Linked DNA regions of Bos taurus: region 1 is linked to region 2. Evidence: chromatin contacts called from public Hi-C data. All regions are on one chromosome and are shown on one strand. Each heading gives the region's core, a stretch centred on a gene start, on an enhancer-like site or on the middle of the called end of the contact. The rest is flanking DNA. Distances are from core to core; before and after follow the strand shown. Region 1 overlaps MAP2K6 (mitogen-activated protein kinase kinase 6). Region 2 has its middle 10 kb from the start of KCNJ16.

What was found. Hi-C and Micro-C count contacts between places; a contact is called where the count stands out from the background.
Region 1: a Hi-C map of liver shows a contact between it and region 2, with 2.8 times the contacts expected there. The contact joins two enhancer-like sites. A contact is called at or near these places in 2 of 11 Hi-C or Micro-C datasets (blood and liver).

What each region holds. Positions count from the first base shown.
Region 1 is chr19:61,138,321-61,143,583 of ARS-UCD2.0, forward strand. MAP2K6 (mitogen-activated protein kinase kinase 6) reads right to left here. Exons shown (of 12, transcript NM_001034045.1): 10 at 4,912-5,051. Among named protein-coding and RNA genes, the nearest start is that of MAP2K6, 96 kb to the right of the region's middle. Within about 2 kb of position 2,706, at least 15 of the 102 cell types and tissues checked have an H3K27ac peak or open chromatin away from gene starts, as enhancers often do. A contact at or near this core is called in liver, where this site is marked.
Region 2 is chr19:60,639,596-60,644,913 of ARS-UCD2.0, forward strand. No RefSeq gene overlaps it. Among named protein-coding and RNA genes, the nearest start is that of KCNJ16, 10 kb to the right of the region's middle. Within about 2 kb of position 3,251, at least 18 of the 102 cell types and tissues checked have an H3K27ac peak or open chromatin away from gene starts, as enhancers often do. A contact at or near this core is called in liver, where this site is marked.

The DNA of each region.
Region 1 (5,263 bases), core at 1,456-3,955, 500 kb after region 2:
CCGTAATTCACATCTAACAGGCAGAAACCGAGGCTGTCGCTCAACATCCCATAATGCCCAGGACGGTTCCCCAGCAACCACTTTGATTTACTTTTATTTCTTTTTTTGAGAAGTATAGGAAAAAACACAACTATTGGAGGACGACTGCTCTACAGTATTGTGTTGGCCTCCGCCACACGTCAAGATTTATCTTTTCAAAAAAGAATTCCTAAAACCTCAAAGATTGCTGCTGAACAGGTTATTTTTGACTTATGGCCTCCGATTAGAAAGCTTGAAATGTACAAGCACCACTGCAGAGTATTGACGGAAAATATTTACACAGCACACCAAAGCTGTTTATTGATTTAATATAACTGATACAACCCATTCTCTCCACCTTTTAAATCAAGAACACTTCAAAACACGGGCTAAGAATAGCAAAATACTCAGGGTGAGGTTAGGGAGAAAAGCAAATTTTCCACGTTGAATAGGAAGCACTTGAAATTCAGCACCAAATAACAACTGTGGAGTTCAAAGCTACACCAATTTCTTTTTGGATCCGAGTCAGACTTTTGAATTTTCAAGTGGCTTGTCGTTTTCAAGCGTGCAATTAGCTAACTGCCCTAATTCCCCTTCCAAATGCCACAACACAAACTCCTGACCGTAGCTGACACTAAAACACAGCTTCGTGCCGTGCTGAGAACTGCTAGCTTCACGTTTGTGCTGAGCCGAGGGGTTCTGCCCCTCCGAATCCCCCCGAACTGACCGTTTCCCAGAAGGACTCCTGGGAACATCTGCAGAAGAAAAACACAGCTCGCCTCCCAAGCCATACATTTGTCCTGAGCTTTGTAAATACCCAGGGCCTCTTTTTACTCCTTCCTGAACAAGCCAGCAACTATGTTTGATCGTCTCTGTTTTGTGCCTGTTTCTCTGAGTCAGACAGGACCAGCGTCTGGGTGGGTCTCTGACCTCCAACGGACTTCGGGCCGGTGGACGGGGCACTGAGCTCTTAAACAGGCCTGAAGGCTCAGCAGGAAGGAAGTCAAGCTTTGGGGCACTTGGCTCAGCTGGTCTCTAGGGAGCGACTCTCAGTCCCCAAGCCTGTGTCCAGCTGAATGAGGTTATGGTGAAAGAACGCAAGCGTGCCAAGATTCCATTTTAGTAGAAACTCATTTGTGAAACCTTCTGCAAGACCAGGGTGTAAGGCCTTTCCATTTCTCTATTGTGAATCCCAAACAAGGCCTAGATGGCCAGTGTCTCCTGATTCAGGAACTCTTTAAAGGCCCTGAGATAAGAAAGCCACGTGGGTGTCCATGGTGGCTCAGTGGTGAAGAATATGCCTGCCAGTGCAGGGGACACGGGTTCGATCCCTGGCCCAGGAAGATCCCACATGGCGTGGAGCAACTAAGCCTGCGCCTGTGCTCTAGAGCCCGGGAGACAATCCTGAGTCCATGAGCTGCAACTGCTGAAGCCCACGTGCCTGGAGCCCGTGGTTGGCAGCAAGAGAACCCACCACGTGAGAAGCCCGCATGCCACAAGTGGAGAGGAGCTCCCCTCTCTGAGACCAGGGAAAGGCCGAGCAGCAACAAAGACGCGGCACAGCCAAAAATAAAAATAAACAGATAAATAAACGAAATTATATATAAAAAAAGAAAGCCACGTGTAGGGAAGGAAGAGTAAGAAAACGCTTGTTTGAAAATAAGTACAGAAAGGAAGGATTTGTAGGAAATCTCTGTTGTTGCTGCTTTTCTTCAAGTTCATATGGAATAAACATCTTGACTTGCTTTGGTTTTCTCTCCTCCCCTCACCCCCTCTGATGTTACTGCTAAAGAAGGATGCCAGCAGAACCCTGGACTCTATCAAGTCATAATTTGGAGAGTGATAGCAGATGAATGCCCTACTCCACCGCAAAAATCAGATCACAGCATCCGGTCCCATCACTTCATGGCAAACAGAAGGGGAACAAGTGGAAACGGTGACAGAGTTTATTTTCTTAAGCTCCAAAATCACTGCAGACGGTGACTGCAGCCACAAAACTAAAAGATGTTTGCTCCTTGGGAGATTAGCTATGATAAACCTAGGCAGCATATTAAAAAGCAGAGACATCACTTTGCCGACAAAAGTCCATATATCCCAAGCTCTGGGTTTTCCCGTAGTCATGTACTGATGTGAGAGCTGGACCATAAAGAAGGCTGACTGCCAAAGAATTGATGCTTTCAAACTGTGGTGCTAGAGAATACTCTTGAGGGTTTGAGGGTCCCATGGACTTCAAGGAGATCAAACTAGTCCATCCTAAAGGAAATCAACCCTTAATATTCACTGGAAGAACTGATGCTGAAGCTGAAGCTCCAGTACTTTGGCCACCTGATGCAAAGAGCTGGAAAAGACCCTGATGCTGGGAAGGACTGAAGGCGGGAGGATAATGGGGTGACAGAGGATGAGATGGTTGGATGGCATCACCAACTCAATGGACATGAGTTTGAGTAAACTCCAGGAGATGGTGAAGGACAAGGAGGCCTGGCGTGCTGCAGTCCACAGGGTCACAAAGAGTCAGATATGCCTGAATGACTGAACAACCACAACAGCTGTCAGCTGACCAGCAGTGACCAGAGGAGTGTGACCACCAAGCGGAAGCCCCAGACGAAAGCGCAGCAGCAGAGGATGCAGCTCCCGGGACTAAACAGAGAGAAGAGAAGCGCACAAAGCCAGCCCTGGCAACAGCGTGAAGACACTCTGCCCTGTGGGCGGGGCTGGCCAGCAGCTGACAGAGAGCGGCCACACAGGAAGCTGCAACTTTCACAAACGCGTGCAAACGTGAAAATTAGGGAACTTTCAGTTCTCCAAGGCTTTCATTTAAAAAACAAAAGAAACCTGTGAAAAGCTTTAACACTTTGACTCTAGGGGAAGTTCTAAGTAAGAAGAAAAGTTGATGAAAGATAAATAAAGTAATTGAATGATTTCTCAATGAACTGTAGAAGAGAAGCAGCTTTCTGAAGAGAACAACCGTCCGCAGATGGCAGGCATAAGTCAGGGGTTCTGACGACAGGCCTCCAGGAAAATGATGTGGGAACATCCCATCAGGTATTCAGGACCACCCCCTCCCAGACCAATTAAATCAGAACCTCTGAGGCCCAGGGGCACACCTGAAAGGTCTGTCACGTTGTATAAGCAGGCAACGGGAGTTGAGAACCATTAGGTTAAACTGGATTCACACCAGCCCACCTGGCTTTCTCAAGCTTTTCACACCAGCTTTGTTCTTATCAAAGTTTTCTGCAGTTCCCAGAATCTTGGGGAAAAGGGCCAGGTGGGAGAAAGGTTACAAAGCAGAGAGTCTGAAAAGCTTCCTTAAATAAGATCCTTCCTCCTCACCACCCCTCTGGAGAATGACCGGTCTGAACCATCCAAGACAAATCATCCCTTTCCTCCGTGACCTTTAAACCCTCGACGACGAGGAACAAACAGCAGGCACCGGGTCCTTGAAACCAGAAGGCACGATCCTGAAGCCCTCTCAGCCGGGCAGGTGCACAGCACACCTGGAGGCTCCGGCAAGGAGAGCAGAGAGGGGGTACCGCCCGGGCGCCCAGGGGAAGTGCTGATACGCATCCAGCGGCATCCAGCAGGCGAGCATCACGCCGCCCATCACTCCAGCCTCTCCGGCCACTCAGCCAAGAATAAAACAAAAACAACGGCACGTCGGCCTCGTATGTCTTTAGGGGAAAGCACCAGGGTGACGGGCCTAGAGCTGGTGAAAAACCCAAGGGGCCTTTGCTTCACAAGCAACAGACAGCTGCTTGGTGTTACCACGTTTTCCAGTAAAAGCTGTGTTCAGAATGCCTCTTCCAAAGCGCGTGGAGGCCAAGGAAGGGTAACCTTGGGGAAGCTAGCCTCTCCAACGGGAGGCGGAATGCCAGCCCCTTTCTTAGCTCCGAGTGAGCAGAGCCGGTCCCCTGGGCAACCACAGCCGGGCTTCCAGCATCTCCGACGGCCTCTGCCCCGGCTCACAGCTGCACGGCAGCACCCAGGATCACAGCCTGCGCTCCGTCATGGCATCATTTTTCCAGCATCCCTTGCAATGATCATCAGTATCAAGTCATGCTGGGCACCCTGGGGCCCGTGCAGACGGAAATCACCAGGTTTTCTGGAGAAAAACAATCCCCTCTTCTAGTTTCCTCAATTCCACCAGCAATTTCCATGAAAACAAACTCACGGCATCAGTATGGCTCCTTCCATCTCTTCCCCCCCAACTTTCTTTTCCCTTCTTAGACGTGCCCCCTCCCCAGCCGGAACTGTCCACTGTCCACTTCCGGGCAAGCAGAGCCATCAGTGAGCAAGCCTTCTCTAAGAATCAGCCTAAAACACCAGAATCACTTGGTAAGACTTCCAGGTGCCTAAGGGAAGCTCTGAATGTAGCCTCCGTCGTCTTCTCCAGGCTTATTCTTTGCGTCATATCTCCTCCCCACCCGAGCCCTCCAGTGGGTCCCCCACCTCTCTCTTTATGCCCTGGCCCACATCAGATGGCTCAGCCTCTCATCAAACAGTTTCCCACGCCTGTGTCAGGGTGCATGAGATTCCTCCCACCTGGAACACCTTCTCCTCCTCCACTTCCCTTTTCCCTGGCACACACCTCACCTGGTCCCAGCTCAGGATTTATCTCCTCCAGAAACTCTCCCCTAAGGCCTTTCCTCTGAGATCCCCCCAAAGACCCAGTGCCCGTTTCCCTCTGGACCTGGGCTAGAATGACTGAGCTGGGACACTCCCCTCTGTGGCTCTGAGCTCAGCGGGGACCAGGCAGAGCCGTCTTTGTTGCTTAGCAACGAGGATACACTCCATCAACACTGGGAGTGGATGTGGGCACGTGGATTAGACCAATGGAGGAAGTCAGGAGGACCCCTTCCGCCTTCACCCTGGCTTCTGGGAGACGCGCTCTCTTACCACTGTGAGGTAAAGTCAACAAACTCTTCGGAGAACTTGTCTGCGGGCAGCTGCGGCGACGGCTCCTCCACCACCTGTTTGAGCTGCTGGAAAGGAGTCCCCCACGAGTCGTAGGGAAACCGGAGGATGGCCAGCTCGATCTGGAAGGGAGAGGTACACAGGAGGTGAGAGCTGACTCTGGGCTACTGTGTACCGGGCAGCTGCTGGGGCATCCATGTCATCCCAGGAGGCGGAGGGCAACCGGACGGGGACAGTCCGGTGAAACGTGCAGAGGGGACGCCAACGATGCCGTGTTCGCTAGCGGTGTGCCCCCACGTCCTGGAGCTGGGGGTGACATCGTCCGGGAGACAGC
Region 2 (5,318 bases), core at 2,001-4,500:
TTTCTAGGCTTCATTGGCAACGTACTTCCCACGCTATGCTTCCAAATATCATCTCTTGGCTGTGGGGGGGGATAAAAGCGCAATGGATTTCCTTCATGGAAAAAAGCAAGTGTTCTCTTGTCACCACAAGGTGGCGCAGTGGGGACCAAAAACCCTCAGCCTCCTGGTAGGCGGCAATTACTGGAGGCTCTGACATAATTGCTGTTATTAACCCTGCAGTTATCATTATCATTATGATGCGCCTCAAGACCAACACATAGCCCTAGCCTCCGGGGAACGAGACGGAGCTTTTGTCTCTGTTTTTACCCTTCTTCCCTCTGCCTGCCACAATCTTTGATATTTTGCTTTCTTCCAGTCCCCAACCCTAGGCGTCCCCAGTTTGCACAAGTGGGCGTGCAGATCCTTCGTTGATTGAGACAGCTGGGTTTCCCTGGCAGCTCAGCGGTCAAGACTCCGCCTGCCAATTCAGGGGACCGGGATTCGGTCCCTGATCTGGGAAGATCGCACATGCCACGGACCAACCGAGCTTGTGCGCCGTAAGTACTGAGCCTGTGCTCGTGAGCCCGGGAGCCAAAGTACTGAGCCCACGTGCCACAAGTACTGAAGCCTGAGCGCCCCCAGAGCCCGCGCTCCGCAACAAGAGGGGCCCCCGCAGCAAGAAGCCCACCACCGCAACTAGAGAGGAGCCCCCTCTCATCACAGCTAGAGAAAAGCCCGTGGAGCAACTAAGACCCAGCACGGCCAAACATAAACGAATAAATAAAAGTAAAAACAAAAAAGAAGTAAAAACAACAACAAGAAAAGCTTAGATAATAGCAAGTTACATTTCTGGAGATGGATAAACCATGCTTTGTACTGTTGGATGAATCTGAGGCAGCTGTCAAGGCTTTAGTCTTCCATGACTACTCTGATATTTATTTATAAGAATGAAAAAGCCATTTTGGAAACTTTGGTTTACAGTTGGGTCCAGGTTTGCTCTTCACAAACTGCTCGCTCTCTGGGTTCCATGCCAGATGGAATACTGGAAAGAAACTCCAAAACACTGCAATATGCTGTCCCTTGATTTTATGATTGGTGCTGAGATTAGACCATCTCTCCTCAGAGCTCAGGGACCAGAAGACGACTGGGGTCTGGGAATCGAGGCAGGGCAACCGTAGGCAGTTACGTACTCATTGGGAGCATATTATTCCCACAGGGAAATGAAACTCAGGCTGGCCAGGTGCAGCTGCTCAAGTCATTCACTGCACAAGTCACCGATCTGCAGATGCACCTCTTAATAATAAACAAAGGGCCAATAGCCTCCTTGGGGAACATTGTCCCCAGCTTCCGTCAATCTAGCATTTAGCGTCTCGAAACTTAGTAGCATTTTTGATGCCCTTTGTTAGTTATAAACTCAGGTTGCCCTCATCAGAATCATAGTGCTCTGTTTTAGTGACTACGTTTTTTATACCACTACTCACTTCTGGCCTTTGTAATTGCAAAAGCAATATTTCATTTTTTAAATGGAATCAGAAGTGTCATTTTAAATGCCTGAACTTTTATCATTTCAAGTAAATCCAGTTTTAAAAAGTACAGTAATGTGGGATCTGGAAACTAAGTTCAATAGATATTACTATTGTTAATGAATTATTGATTGATTATCATGAAAAATATTCAATTACATCATAGTTAGCTATTCATTAAGGAAAGATTTGAAAAGAAGCAGAAAATAACATGAATCAGGAATTTTTCTCAATTTTTAAACTGAGATAGTTCAGCAATTATAAAATAGAAATAATTATAGTCAAATACACACATCAATGAAAAAAGCATAAAAAAAAACAAGAAACAAACAAACAAACAAAAATCAAGGGTAAAAGTATAGAGTGAGGGGGCAATCATCATATTTTGTGGTTTCAGAGAATGAAGAAAAAATATAAAGCAAACTGCAAACCAGAAACGTTTGGAAACAGTGAACCAGGGAGGCTGAGTAACTCCCTAAACTGCACAGCTTTGTTTAGTGACAGTGACGGGACTAAAATCAATTACTCTGGGGAGCGGGAAGATAACACGTTTAGGAAGTTGACCTCAGCCATCAACCTACACGTCACGATGAAAACATGTATATTTAGGAAAAAAATATATTATTTTGTGATCCTTACTAAAACAGCATAATCTTACAGCCAACAAAGCTTTCACTTCCAAGTGCATTTGAAACATGCTCCTGTGATGGATCCATGTGGAGAAAAACAGAGAGTAGCCGTTGACTGAGCAACTCCTATAAGCCACAGAGTTGTGTGCATGTGTGTATCTTTGAACACAAGCACACACACACGTATACATGTGAAGACTTTAGCAGGGTATGTGTGTGTGAGGATCCTGATAAATTCCAAGGTAGTAGCATCACCTCTATTTATACTCACGGAGAAAGGGAGGCTCAGCGACAAAGAGGGAGTTGCCCAAGTTCACACCTGGACTCTGAGCCCACGTCCATCTGATTGAAAGTCCATGATCCCCCACACAGGATGTCACAGCTTAGAGAACACCTGCCTGGCACCCGAAGTTTGGTTGCCAGTCCCCTGGGGGCTCTGCACATTCCCGGGGCCCACCAGCCCATCACAGACCGAGTTTCTCCAAGTTCAATTCACAGAGGCTTATCTGGGTTATAATAGTTCACTTTCAGACACTGGGGGCTTCCCTGGTGGCTCAGATGGTGAAGAATCCGCCTGCAATGCAGGAGCCCTGCATTGTCGGATCCCTGGGTTGGGAAGATCCCCTGGAGGAAGAAATGGCAATCCACTCCAGTCTTCTTGCCTGGAGAATCCCGTGGATGCAGGAACCTGGTGGGCTACAGTGTGTGGGGTCACAAAGAGTTGGATATGACTTAACAGCAACATCAATATTTAACAGAGATATCAAAGGGATTGCTTTTCCGGTTGAATGATTACACAAAGGAAATGTCTCAACCTCCCGCAGCATCAGGACCAACCATCGCCTCTGAGGATTATGGAGAGCGCTGGTCCTCGGTATTTGTGGGGTTTTTTTCTGCTGCACTTCCATGGTTTCGTCTCTATAAGAGAACTTAACTTTTCCTCCTACAAAAGATGGATTCTGACCCGATGAGCTGAGGTCCCTCTAGTATTTTAGAAGCCCTTGAATCTGGAATCGGCAGCGACTGGCAGACGCTCCCCTCTTGCCTTAACCCTGCCCCGTGGCCAGCCTGCCTTCCCAGGCTAGCTGGTATCAGATGCAATCAACGGGCAGCACAGTGCATAGTAAATAATTGATCTCCAACATGTGCTTCTAATTCAAATAAAGAGCCTTGAACCACAGTGTGCAGCGCATGTGACTCAAGTATTTTATGTGGAAATTGGAAGCTTTCTGATCAGTCTCTGTAAAGACGTTTTCGCAGGGTCTGAACCTCTGGGGACTGTTTGTGTTTCAAGTTCAAGTTACTTAGCTCATGATTAAGAAGCTTTTATAGGCCCCAGCGGTAAATGAGAGAACAGAGGGAAAAGCATTCTTTGGCTGCGTAATTTAGCAAGACTTAATCTATCTGTTTGGGTTTTCATCCACCGGGCTTGCTGAAAACTTTAAATGATTAACCTGTCTCTCTGCGGCCAGCAGACTCTCCAGGGCTTCCATCAAGAGCCTGACAGCAGAGATCACCCAGCTCGGGTTACCTTAATTATTGAGAAGCCTCTCAATCTCAGTCCAGAGGCTTTTTCTTGGGATAACAGACAGACTCTAAATCCACTGTTCTTTTACTTTGCAGTATTTAGCAAATAAAATAAATCAATGAGACCAAACAGCAAGCATTTATTTAACTTTAAATGTTCCCTGGTAGGTGCTCAGCAACTCAGAGTCTACTGAACTTTGAAATATTCAGCCATGTTGACTTAAGTCTCCCGACTTGGCACAAAAGATCCCAGACCGCAAGCCTGGATATCCCCGGAGGAAAGGAACCCGGGGCGACCTGATGGAGCAAGATGTTGTTTGCCCCCGGCCAGATCTCATGACCCAACCACACCGCCCTCAGAGGACTGCGTGCAGTTGCTTTAGTAAACTAATAGCCGTGAAAAAGGAGCCTGCGAATTCTCTCCTACTTGGGGTTTCTCTTACTGCAGAAAAGCTTCCGAAGCGATGCAGGCGAACGATGGTGTTCCAGCTGCAGGAAGATGTCGTCTCCTTGGGAGAGCGTCCCCGGAGGCTGCCTTGCTTGCGCTCTGCCCACACTTGGATCTGAACTGCGTCCCAGTTACTAACTTTTATTTTTAAAGCTCTGCCCTCCCAGGAGGCCTTCACAGAGAATTTGCCAAGCACCTCCCTGCTGCCTTGGCTGTTGGGCTGTGTGATTCCTCCCTGCGTTCTGTGTGGAGTACCCAAGTGTTTGCATCCCGTTCCCTTAAAAGTGAAAGTAAGAGGAAAGAGAGAGGTGGGTCACAGCAAGTGTAGGGCTGTGATTTAGCCGGGTTTTGTGATTTAGCCGGCTTCCCTGGTGGCTCAGATGGTAAAGAACCCGCCTGCAATTCAGGACACCTGGGTTCAATCCCTGGGTCTGGACGATCCCCTGGAAGAGGAGATGGCAACCCACTCCAGTATTTGTGCCTGGAGAATCCCATGGACAGAGGAGCCTGGAGGGCTACAGTCCATGGGGTTGTAAAGATTGCCCCAGGTGTAGGGGTGGGGATTCCAAAAGTCCACAGGTGAAGCTTCCTTTTTAAAAAGTTCCGGGGGCTCCTGGGCATACATCCAGAGAAAAACATGATCTAAAAAGGTACACGCACCCCAGTGTTCAATGCAGCACTGTACAATAGCCAAGACATGGAAGAAACCTAAACATCCAATGAGAGAGGAATGGATAAATAAGACGTCATACATACAATTACTCAACCATTGAAAAGAATGAAATAATGCCATTTGCAGCCACATGGATGGACCTAGAGATTGTCATACTGCGTGAATTCAGATAGAGAAGAAGTGTCATATGACATCCCTTACGTGTGGAATCCAAAAAGAAATGATACAAACGAACTTACTTACAAAACAGAAGGAGACTCAGAGACTTAGAGAAGGAACTTATGGTTGCTGGGGATAAAGGATAGTTAGGGAGTCTGGGACGGACATGGACACACTGCTCTGTTTAAAATGGATACCCAACAAGGACCTGCTGTACAGCACAGGGAATTCTGCTCAGTGTTCTGTGGCAGCCTGGGTGGGAGGGGAGCTTGGGGGAGAATGGATACATGTGTATGCATGGCTGAGCCCCTTCGCTGTCCACCTGAAACATTGTTAATTGGCTATACCCTAATCAAAATTAAAAGTTCAAAGAAAAAAAA